Linked DNA regions of Macaca mulatta: region 1 is linked to region 2. The links are chromatin contacts, called in public Hi-C maps. All regions are on one chromosome and are shown on one strand. Each heading gives the region's core, a stretch centred on a gene start, on an enhancer-like site or on the middle of the called end of the contact. The rest is flanking DNA. Distances are from core to core; before and after follow the strand shown. Region 1 overlaps CDKAL1 (CDK5 regulatory subunit associated protein 1 like 1). Region 2 holds the start of SOX4 (SRY-box transcription factor 4).

The links. Hi-C and Micro-C count contacts between places; a contact is called where the count stands out from the background.
Region 1: a Hi-C map of fetal cortex germinal zone shows a contact between it and region 2, with 8 times the contacts expected there. The contact joins the enhancer-like site here to the promoter of SOX4 in region 2. A contact is called at or near these places in 7 of 14 Hi-C or Micro-C datasets (CD4 T cells, blood, fetal cortex germinal zone and 3 more).

Annotation. Positions count from the first base shown.
Region 1 is chr4:162,551,968-162,556,990 of T2T-MMU8v2.0, reverse strand. The region is part of intron 4 of CDKAL1 (CDK5 regulatory subunit associated protein 1 like 1); the gene reads left to right. Among named protein-coding and RNA genes, the nearest start is that of CDKAL1, 43 kb to the left of the region's middle. Within about 2 kb of position 3,485, at least 3 of the 40 cell types and tissues checked have an H3K27ac peak or open chromatin away from gene starts, as enhancers often do. A contact at or near this core is called in fetal cortex germinal zone, where this site is marked.
Region 2 is chr4:161,526,901-161,531,970 of T2T-MMU8v2.0, reverse strand. It overlaps SOX4 (SRY-box transcription factor 4), which reads left to right and starts at 2,192. Exons shown (of 1, transcript XM_001098923.5): 1 at 2,192-5,070. The coding sequence starts at 2,974. The coding sequence ends at 4,401.

The sequences.
Region 1 (5,023 bases), core at 2,236-4,735, 1.0 Mb before region 2:
AGGTGGTATGGGGTCCTTACATCTTGAGCTATTATGATGGAAGGCACCCCTGTACCTCCATTGATGGAAATATGGTGGGCAGACATTTTCTTTGGTGAAAAGTAGTTCATAGTTGATTGTAATATCCACTTCTTGGACTTACTTTAGAGGACTGTTTACTGAGGGCAAAATATGTGCATGATTACATATAATCAAGGTTAATTTTTATCAAGGGTCACCATGTTTTTGCTATGGGCTGACAATCATGACCTACATTAAAAGAGCCCTGTGGGTCTGTCTGGTGTGTTTTTGCTTGATGTCTGGGTAGTTTATTTCAGATCCTTGTCAGTTTCATTATATATTTTTGTTTGGGGCTCTTGCTGGATTTTCAGGTACACCATAAAAACAGTTCTCTTTGCAGTTAGATTGTCATGAAATAGCTTTTGTTTTATGGTATGAAAACACTTTTAAATCTTGAAGGGTGAGTAATTTTGGGGACATTTTCCATTTGGTGTTGTGTTATGTTCAAATGGTAGATTATTTTGAAATAGGATAGACTTTGCAGCTAAGATTCCAGATTTAGTTCAGTTAATTCATTCTTTAGTGAGTTTTTCTTGGGAAAATATTTTGGAATTTTCAGTTCAAATGCATCCTCCTCATTTAAGAAAAATCCAGATGAGTAGTTTATTTCACAACATAATAACTAAATAGGATTTATAAAGCAGAAATTTACAAATATTTTCTTTTGCTGGGACCAAGGCAATGGTGAAAATTAGAAAAAACAAAGTTAGGACATTTAGGTAACTCAAAGACAGAACTTAATGGCTGTTAAGATTGGAGTATTTGGTTTTGTAGTTTTTAAAACATATTTAATTTTGGCCATATCTATCTTATTTAGTAGTTTAAAGGATAAACAGTTCAAACAGCAAGAAAAAAGCAGTTTGTGTTTTGTCAGTTTTCAACTTTCGATATCAGTAAATCATTGCTGTAGCTTTCTTTATCTTTTGTTTGCACAAAAAACCTGTTAGAATTATGTCTGGGGGGACCATCTGCTGTGGTTCCCAGTCTTGTCAGTGTGATAAGGGATAAGCTGTATAAACAGGGGCACCACACAAAAAAAAAAAAAAAAAAGGAAAGCAAACTGCTTTTAGAAGGGAAAAAGTATGAATTTAATTTTATAACAGCCACAGAAATTCATATGATTTTGCTCATAATTTATCAGAATTGAAGTTGTAATATATTTTTTCAGGAACCACAGGTCCAAGTTAGTTCTATGGTTTATCTTCATATTAATATTATATCTTTTTGATTATAGGGTTTCTATTTTGGAGGTCATAGCTTTTAAAAGTTCTTTGAAAATATTTCAGTATAGCACTTGACATTGCAATATTTTTCACATTGTCTGCTTAGTTTCTGGATCTTTTTTTCCCTAGCCATTAATTTTTCTTTCAGTTGAATCCTCAGAAATCATCCTTTTCTTGTTTCATTTGCAATGAGGTCATGATGCTTCATAAGGAACAAGGCAGTCCATTTCCATGGCAACACACTCTATCAAAACATCACAAATCTGTCGTGCCCCTTACCTTTAAACTCTCGAATGCTAAGAGGAGGAGGTGTGTAAGGAGCAGCATTGTTCTTACAGCATAACTATAGGATCACAAGGAGAGGGAAGTCAATTAATTAACTCAAAAGTACCTTAAGTTGACTTAGCTATAGACATATATATGTAAGGAATTTATTTTTTATGTTGTATTTAACAGTGTTTTGAGGATGGAAAAATGAACATTCCAAAACACTGATTTAAAGATCATTATTTAGTGTCTGAGAACTGTAAAAGAAGAATAAATAGCTGAGTTATGTTACACATGTAAACATGTTACACAGTTACTCCAGTCATGAGAAGTCTACCTTTGTCTGGAGGCCCCAGCACATGTCTCTATCAGTCATTTTGGCTTAAGCTAGGATATTTGCAGCATGATAGTGACACCTGTCTTTTAAACAAGTTCCAGAATTTTGTCAATTTTCTTTTTCTTTTTAACCATTAAAAGGAGGTGTTAGCAAGATGGTGTGACTCCTGGGTATGGAATAGGAGAACAATTGGTGTTTCATCATTGCTGAAAATTTTATGCTCTTTGAAATTGGGTATGAAGTATAATAAAAGTCAACAGTTTTGTGAGATTTTGTGGTAAAGCAATTCTTATTTTATTAACTTCACGTCTTCTGCATTTTCAGATTTTATTCTGTAGCATTTTTACTCCCGGGTAACGCATTTATTTGTGTGACCTGTGAAGATGGTAAATGTTGCAATGCTTAGCACCTTCTGTTTCTCCGTGTTCCTCGTAGCAAACTCTATGCTAGTCCTTGTCATAGAACCTACCCATTGTACTTTAGGAGTCAGCTCACAGGACTGACACCTCCCACTTGACTGCAGCCACCTTGGAGGCAGGAGCTTGCTTTTCTCTCTGTGTGGTGTGGAGCAGGTGTTTAGTAATGTTTGTTGAGAGAACAGTGGTCAGAATGAATGGGATTAGTTGTTTGTGATAACTTTTTTTCTCTATATGGCACAGGTATATATATATATTTTATTTTTTTACTGTGTATGTATAAAATGAGGTTGGAATATGTTCTCCATACCCATTTTGTATTTAAAAAAGTTTTTTGTAGTGTATTTTGAAATCTTGGTAGGCTATTTCCATTTGCCTTTTCAGGCCTCCATATACACTGCTATTACAAGGGACTTCTGTCTGTGTTCCCCATTTCCCTTCTTTGTTGGCGACCTAACCTTGGTGACCGTAAGCGATCGGTTGTGAAAGAAAGAGCTGTAAGTGGGGAAGGCTTTCAGAGTCTGTAGGTACTACCTGGTGGCAGTATTAACACATTCTATTATGAAAGATTTGACAGAGAAAAGGATTAACAGAATAAGGACCAGTTATATATCACCTACCCAGATTTAGAAGTGAAACATTAATGATATAGCTGCAGCCCTCCATGTATGGGGTGGAGGTTAGGTGGGAGTATATTTTTCATTTTCACTTTGTACCTTTTTCCTCTAGAAAAGCTTCAGACTTCAGAAGAGATCTTTCCCTGCTCTGTGCTTTCATAGTACTACCCCAGGCCTAAGTGTATTATTAAACCTGCCAATGTATTATAACCATCTGTTCAGATGTCTGTCACCTCTACCAGGCTGTACTTCATCTTTGTGTTTTCAGCATCGTACATAATAGCTGGAATGGAATAGGTGCTCAGTAAGTGCTTGTTGTGTGAATGACTGAATGAATGAATAGGTACAATTCTTTTCTCAAAATACCATGTTCATATAGGATTCTGTTTAGCAAAACTATTTCCTTGTCTAGCCCACAGTTACAGGGCCTTGGTGCTCTGATTTGAACAAATTGAATTAAACATAAAATCCTGTAGAACAGATGCATTTACAAGTCTGTGCTCACACAGCTGCTGGTCTATTTAATAAAAACATTGCTGTTTTGATTGGGTATTCATAGTCTTTCTTTTTGTTAACTCTATTAGTATCATGGTGTAAGCAGACTACAGTCTAGGGAAGATGAGTGGAAGAATGAGCCAATGATCAGAACTCAGAGAGACAATAGGAGATGGATGTCAAGAAGATGGATGGGGAAAATGTTTTAGTCTTAGGTGTAGTTACAATAAAAAGAACAAATACATGTATTTGTCTTCCCTGGACCATATCTCATAAATCTCTGACTCCATATTTCTTATGCAATTATTGTAACCTTCCTTCCCCTAAATCACCTAAGTGTGTATAACATTCCTACTCTAAGTTACAAAAAATAGATACTGATGCATTTGCCTTTTAAATTTTTAAAAATTCAGGTATAATTTACATCCAATAAAATGTATATATCTTAAGCGTTCAGTTCAGTGATTTTTTTTCCCATTTATGCACCTATGTAAACACTACCCCAAACAAGGTAGGGGATATTTCCATCACCCCAGAAAATTTTTTCCTACCTCTCTCCAGTCAACCCTCCTTTTCCTTTCCCCTCCCCTCTGCAGCAGCCACTTTCTGATTCTGATCCCACTCGTTCTTGGGAGTCATATGAATGGAATCATAGTATGTACTTTTATGTCTGGCTTCTTTTATTCAAGACACTGTTTTTGGATTTATCCATGTTGTTGCATGTATAAATTCAATTTGCTTCTAGCAACAGAAATGTGTATACTAGAAATCAAATACAAATTTATTTTTACCTTAAAGTTGAGAGACTGAGTAGTGCCTTTTTAGGAGTATTCCACAGCAGCTCACATTTATAGAGTGCCAGTCCCTGTGCTCTGTGCTTTACACACATTATCTTATTTAATTGTGTTTTGGGATTGTTTTAGTTGTTTACTTAGTTCTCTATGGCAGACATGTTTGGTGAAAGCATTGACATCCGATGAAGAAGCTGACTTGATGTTTGACAAAAGAAACTGTCTTGTCATATAAAATTCTGATTGTTTTCTCAGGACTAAGTACCAAGCACTGTTTATGGCAGACATTGATGAGCTTAAGTCATGAACCAGGAGGAAAAGTATAAAAGGACAATGGAAGAGAGTTACTGGGTGGGAAAGAAAGAAGTGCAGTAGCTAGATTAGATTCCTCATATACTATCTATGATGAAATTTTTGAGACAGAGTCTCGCTCTGTTGCCCAGGCTGGAGTGTAGCGGCGCAATATCAGCTCACTGTAACCTCCACCTCCTGGGTTCAAGCGATTCTCCTGGCTCAGCCTTCCGAGTAGCTGGGATTACGGGCCTGCACCACCATACTTGGCTACTTTTTGTATTTTTTTGTAGAGACAGGGTTTCAACATGTTGCCCAGGCTGGTCTCGAATTCCTGACCTGAAGTGATCCACCTGCTTTGGCCTCCCAAAGCACTGAGATTACAGGTGTGAGCCACTGTGCCTGGCAAAATTGCCTTTCTTCATAGAAGAAAGTTGCAAAATATACAGGAATGAAAGTATATTGCATACAATGTGGATGCCTGAAAAAAAGCATGTATAAATTGTGCTTAGCCTCTCAAAGATGC
Region 2 (5,070 bases), core at 943-3,442:
TTTTGCTTGTGGTTGATCCTTACAGAGCCAGTCAGATGGCTACATAGGGTGTTCTTTCCAGTAAAATTCTAAGTCTGACAACCTGGGCCTATTGCCAGCCTACATACTTTATAAGTTTGACAAGATAAATAGAAATTTACTACCCAGCACTAGTTTACTCTGAATCAAAAGCTGACTTAATTATTTTGGATTGATCTTACCTAACCACTTATGGTTGGCCTGAAGAATATTAGTTTCCTATTATAGTGTTAAGGAAAGCTGATTTTTACTACAATTCTAATTTTCAGACGTTGGAAAACAAGTAATTTCTGTGGCCAACATTTATTTTGAATACCTTGGCATCCTTTCTTTGCCACATTCTTCTTAGTATTCTTCATGGAGTTCCTTTCTTTTAAAATCAATGGAATGGCAGGGTTGCCACTATTGTCCTTGTATGGTTCACATCAATGATCTGTTGTTGTTATTATTATTATTATTTATTATTTGAGACAGAGTCACACTCTATCACCCACTGGAGTGCAGTGGCTCAATCTTAGCTCACTGCAACCTCCTGGGTTCAAGCAATTCTCCCACCTCAGCCTCTCAAGCAACTGGAATTACAGGCACAAGCATCCCGGCCCAGCTAATTTTTTTATTTTTTTATTTTTAGTAGAGACAGGGTTTCACCACGTTGACCAGGCTGGTCTCAAACTCCTGACTTCAAGTGATCCACCCACCTTAGCCTCCCAAAGTGCTGGAATTACAGGCGTGAGCCACCGCGCCTGGCCTGTTATTACTTTTTTACATCAGTGGTTATTCTGTGTTAGTCTCTTGAACAACATGCAGCTTTTACTAGGAGCATGTCTGGTATTTGAATTAGAAAGGAAGGTATTAGTATTCATTGAGGGCTTACAATAGAGCAGGTGCTTCATAGTCACAAATTCTTTGACCCCTCACAACAACCCTCTATGAAGTAGCTCCTCCATATAATAGATGAGGAAAACTGAGACTTCGCCACATCCCCATAGTTACAAACCAGTAAGAAGGATTAGCAGCCAGGTGTACTATGAATCCGGAGGCCCTACTCTCTTCTGCTACCACTTATCACCTCCTTCTACAGTTTCTCTTTGCCTTGGTTTTTCAGTTCCCTTCGATTCAAGTAACAAATAACAAGAGGAAATATATAAGAAGGAAAGGAGGGAGATGGCTTTGGGAGGAGGAGAGGGAAGAGAGTGAAGCAATCTTTAATTCTGAAAACAGGGAAAACAAATATTTAGAAAGTAAAACCGATTTCCATCCTTTACATACGATTATACATCCTATACAAAACTCTGGAAATTTGCCCATTGAGGTAATTATGGAGCACTACCTAATGTGTTTCACGGAAAGCTCCTCTGTTTGGGCTATGCAGGATTTACAGGGAGTTTAAATCATTAAATAACCATAGTTGACCCCTATTTGGTTAAGAGAGTAAGCAATTATTGCAAAGAGGTCTTCCCTGCCTTCCACAAACAGCACAAAAATGGTTCTGAAGGGATTTACACAATACATCAACATCTGTGCTGTACCTAGAGTTGTTAAAATAATTGTGATGACAGGTGTCTAGGTACCACTTTCTTAATGGTTTTCAATATCCATTGATTTATTGTTGTGGCTTTCTCTTCCCCTTTACAGCTTTGGCTTTAAGAAAGAGCTGGGGAACAGATTTTGCACGAGAGGCTGATTCTTTATTCCAATGCTGAAAAGAAGTAATAAAAATAATCACTTGGCTTTTAAGCAGAAAGCTTCCATTTACAGTATTTCACCCTTACCCCGCCCCCTTCCAAGCCCCTTGTTATCTAACATAATGGTTAGAATACATTTCCGTCTCTCCCTTTAATAATTTCATGCATTAACATCCTCTTCACACACTGTACACACACGCACGCCCGCACACACACGCGCGCGCATACACACACACAGCAAAAGGAAAAAAGAGGCAGCAGAAATCTCAGCTGTACTTCTAGCCCTTTTAAAAAGTTTGCTCTGTAAATTGGAATGAGGTCAGATTTGGAGCTTCTCATTGCACGCGGAGATTATTATTGCATCGGGTTCCAAGCCAATGGGAAGCCCGGGGGAGGGGTTTGGCATGAGGAAGCGTTGGTTACAGCAGCTGATTGGCTGCAGCCAAGACTGTGAAAGGATAAAGAGGCGCGAGGCGGAATTGGGGTCTGCTCTAAGCTGCAGCAGGAGAAACTGTGTGTGAGGGGAAGAGGCCTGTTTAGCTGTCGGGTCTCTAGTTCTTGCACGCTCTTTAAGAGTCTGCACTGGAGGAATTCTTGCCATTACCAGCTCCCTTCTTGCAGAAGGGAGGGAGAAACATACATTTATTCATGCCAGTCTGTTGCATGCAGGCTTTTTGGCTTCCTACCTTGCAACAAAATAATTGCACAAACTCCTTAGTGCCGATTCCGCCCACAGACAGTCCTGGAGCCAGAGTCTTTTTTGCTTTGCATTGTAGGAGAGGGACTAAGTGCTAGAGACTATGTCGCTTTCCTGAGCTACCGAGAGCGCTCGTGAACTGGAATCAACTGCTTCAGGGAAAAAGAAAAAAAAAAAAAAAAAAGACTTGCCTGGGAGGCCGCGAGAAACTTGTATTGGAAGCTTCAGCAACCAGCATTCGAGAAACTCCTCTCTACTTTAGCACGGTCTCCAGACTCAGCCGAGAGACAGCAAACTGCAGCGCGGTGAGAGAGCGAGAGAGAGGGAGAGACTCTCCAGACTGGGAACTATAACTCCTCTGCGAGAGGCGGAGAACTCCTTCCCCGCATCTTTTGGGGACTTTTCTCTCTTCGCCCACCTCCGCCCCTGCGAGGAGTTGAGGGGCCAGTTCGGCCGCCGCGCGCGTCTTCCCGTTCGGCGTGTGCTCGGCCCGGGAAGCCGGGAGGGCCCGGCGATCGCGCCGCGGCCGCCGCGAGGGTGTGAGCGCGCGTGGGCGCCCGCCAAGCCGGGGCCATGGTGCAGCAAACCAACAATGCCGAGAACACGGAAGCGTTACTGGCTGGCGAGAGCTCGGACTCCGGCGCCGGCCTCGAGCTGGGCATCGCCTCCTCCCCCACGCCCGGCTCCACCGCCTCCACGGGCGGTAAGGCCGACGACCCGAGCTGGTGCAAGACCCCGAGTGGGCACATCAAGCGGCCCATGAACGCCTTCATGGTGTGGTCGCAGATCGAGCGGCGCAAGATCATGGAGCAGTCGCCCGACATGCACAACGCCGAGATCTCCAAGCGGCTGGGCAAACGCTGGAAGCTGCTCAAAGACAGCGACAAGATCCCTTTCATTCGAGAGGCGGAGCGGCTGCGCCTCAAGCACATGGCTGACTACCCCGACTACAAGTACCGGCCCAGGAAGAAGGTGAAATCCGGCAACGCTAACTCCAGCTCCTCGGCCGCCGCCTCCTCCAAGCCAGGGGAGAAGGGAGACAAGGTCGGTGGCAGCGGCGGGGGCGGCCATGGGGGCGGCGGCGGCGGCGGGAGCAGCAACGCGGGGGGAGGAGGCGGCGGTGCGAGTGGCGGCGGCGCCAACTCCAAACCGGCGCAGAAAAAGAGCTGCGGCTCCAAAGTGGCGGGCGGCGCGGGCGGCGGGGTCAGCAAACCGCACGCCAAGCTCATCCTGGCAGGCGGCGGCGGCGGCGGGAAAGCAGCGGCTGCCGCCGCCGCCTCCTCCTTCGCCGCCGAACAGGCGGGGGCCGCCGCCCTGCTGCCCCTGGGCGCCGCCGCCGACCACCACTCGCTGTACAAGGCGCGGACTCCCAGCGCCTCGGCCTCCGCCTCCTCGGCGGCCTCTGCTTCCGCAGCGCTTGCAGCCCCGGGCAAGCACCTGGCGGAGAAGAAGGTGAAGCGCGTCTACCTGTTCGGCGGCCTGGGCACGTCGTCGTCGCCCGTGGGCGGCGTGGGCGCGGGAGCCGACCCCAGCGACCCCCTGGGCTTGTACGAGGAGGAGGGCGCGGGCTGCTCGCCCGACGCGCCGAGCCTGAGCGGCCGCAGCAGCGCCGCCTCGTCCCCCGCCGCCGGCCGCTCGCCCGCCGACCACCGCGGCTACGCCAGCCTGCGCGCCGCCTCGCCCGCCCCGTCCAGCGCGCCCTCGCACGCGTCCTCCTCGGCCTCGTCCCACTCCTCCTCTTCCTCCTCCTCGGGCTCCTCGTCTTCCGACGACGAGTTCGAAGACGACCTGCTCGACCTGAACCCCAGCTCAAACTTTGAGAGCATGTCCCTGGGCAGCTTCAGCTCGTCGTCGGCGCTCGACCGGGACCTGGATTTTAACTTCGAGCCCGGCTCCGGCTCGCACTTCGAGTTCCCGGACTACTGCACGCCCGAGGTGAGCGAGATGATCTCGGGAGACTGGCTCGAGTCCAGCATCTCCAACCTGGTTTTCACCTACTGAAGGGCGCGCAGGCAGTGGGGAGCGCCGGGGGTAGGAGAGGAGAAAAAATAAAAATAAAAAATGAAACGAAAAGGACAGACGAAGAGTTGAAAGAGAAAAGGGAAAAAAGAAAAAAAAATGAGCAGGGCTGGCTTCGACCGCATTCCCGTCGTCGGAAAGCGCGGCGGCGTTTTGGACCCGCGCTCCCATCCCCCACCTTCCCGGGCCGGGGACCCACTATGCCCAGCCGGAGGGACGCGGAGGAGGCAGAGGGTAGACAGGGGCGACCTGTTATTGTTGTTATTGATGTTGTTGTTGATGGCAAAAAAAAAAAAAGCGACTTCGAGTTTCCTCCCCTTTGCTTGAAGAGACCCCCCTCCCTTTCCAAAGAGCTTCCGGACTTGTCTGCACCCCCAGCAAGAAACCGAGTTAGTTTTCTAGAGACTGAAGGAATCTCCCCATTCCTGCATCACCACCTTGGTTTTGTTTTATTTTACTTCTTGGTCAAGAAAGGAGGGGATAACCCAGCGCTCCCCTCCCCTCCCCCCTTTTTAAACGCCTGATGAAGACAGAAGGTTCCGGGGTGACGAGTTTGGCCGATGGCAGATGTTTTGGGGGAGCGCCGGGACTGAGAGACTCCACGCAGGCGAATTCCCGTTTGGGGCTTTTTTTTTTCTCTCTCTTCCTTTT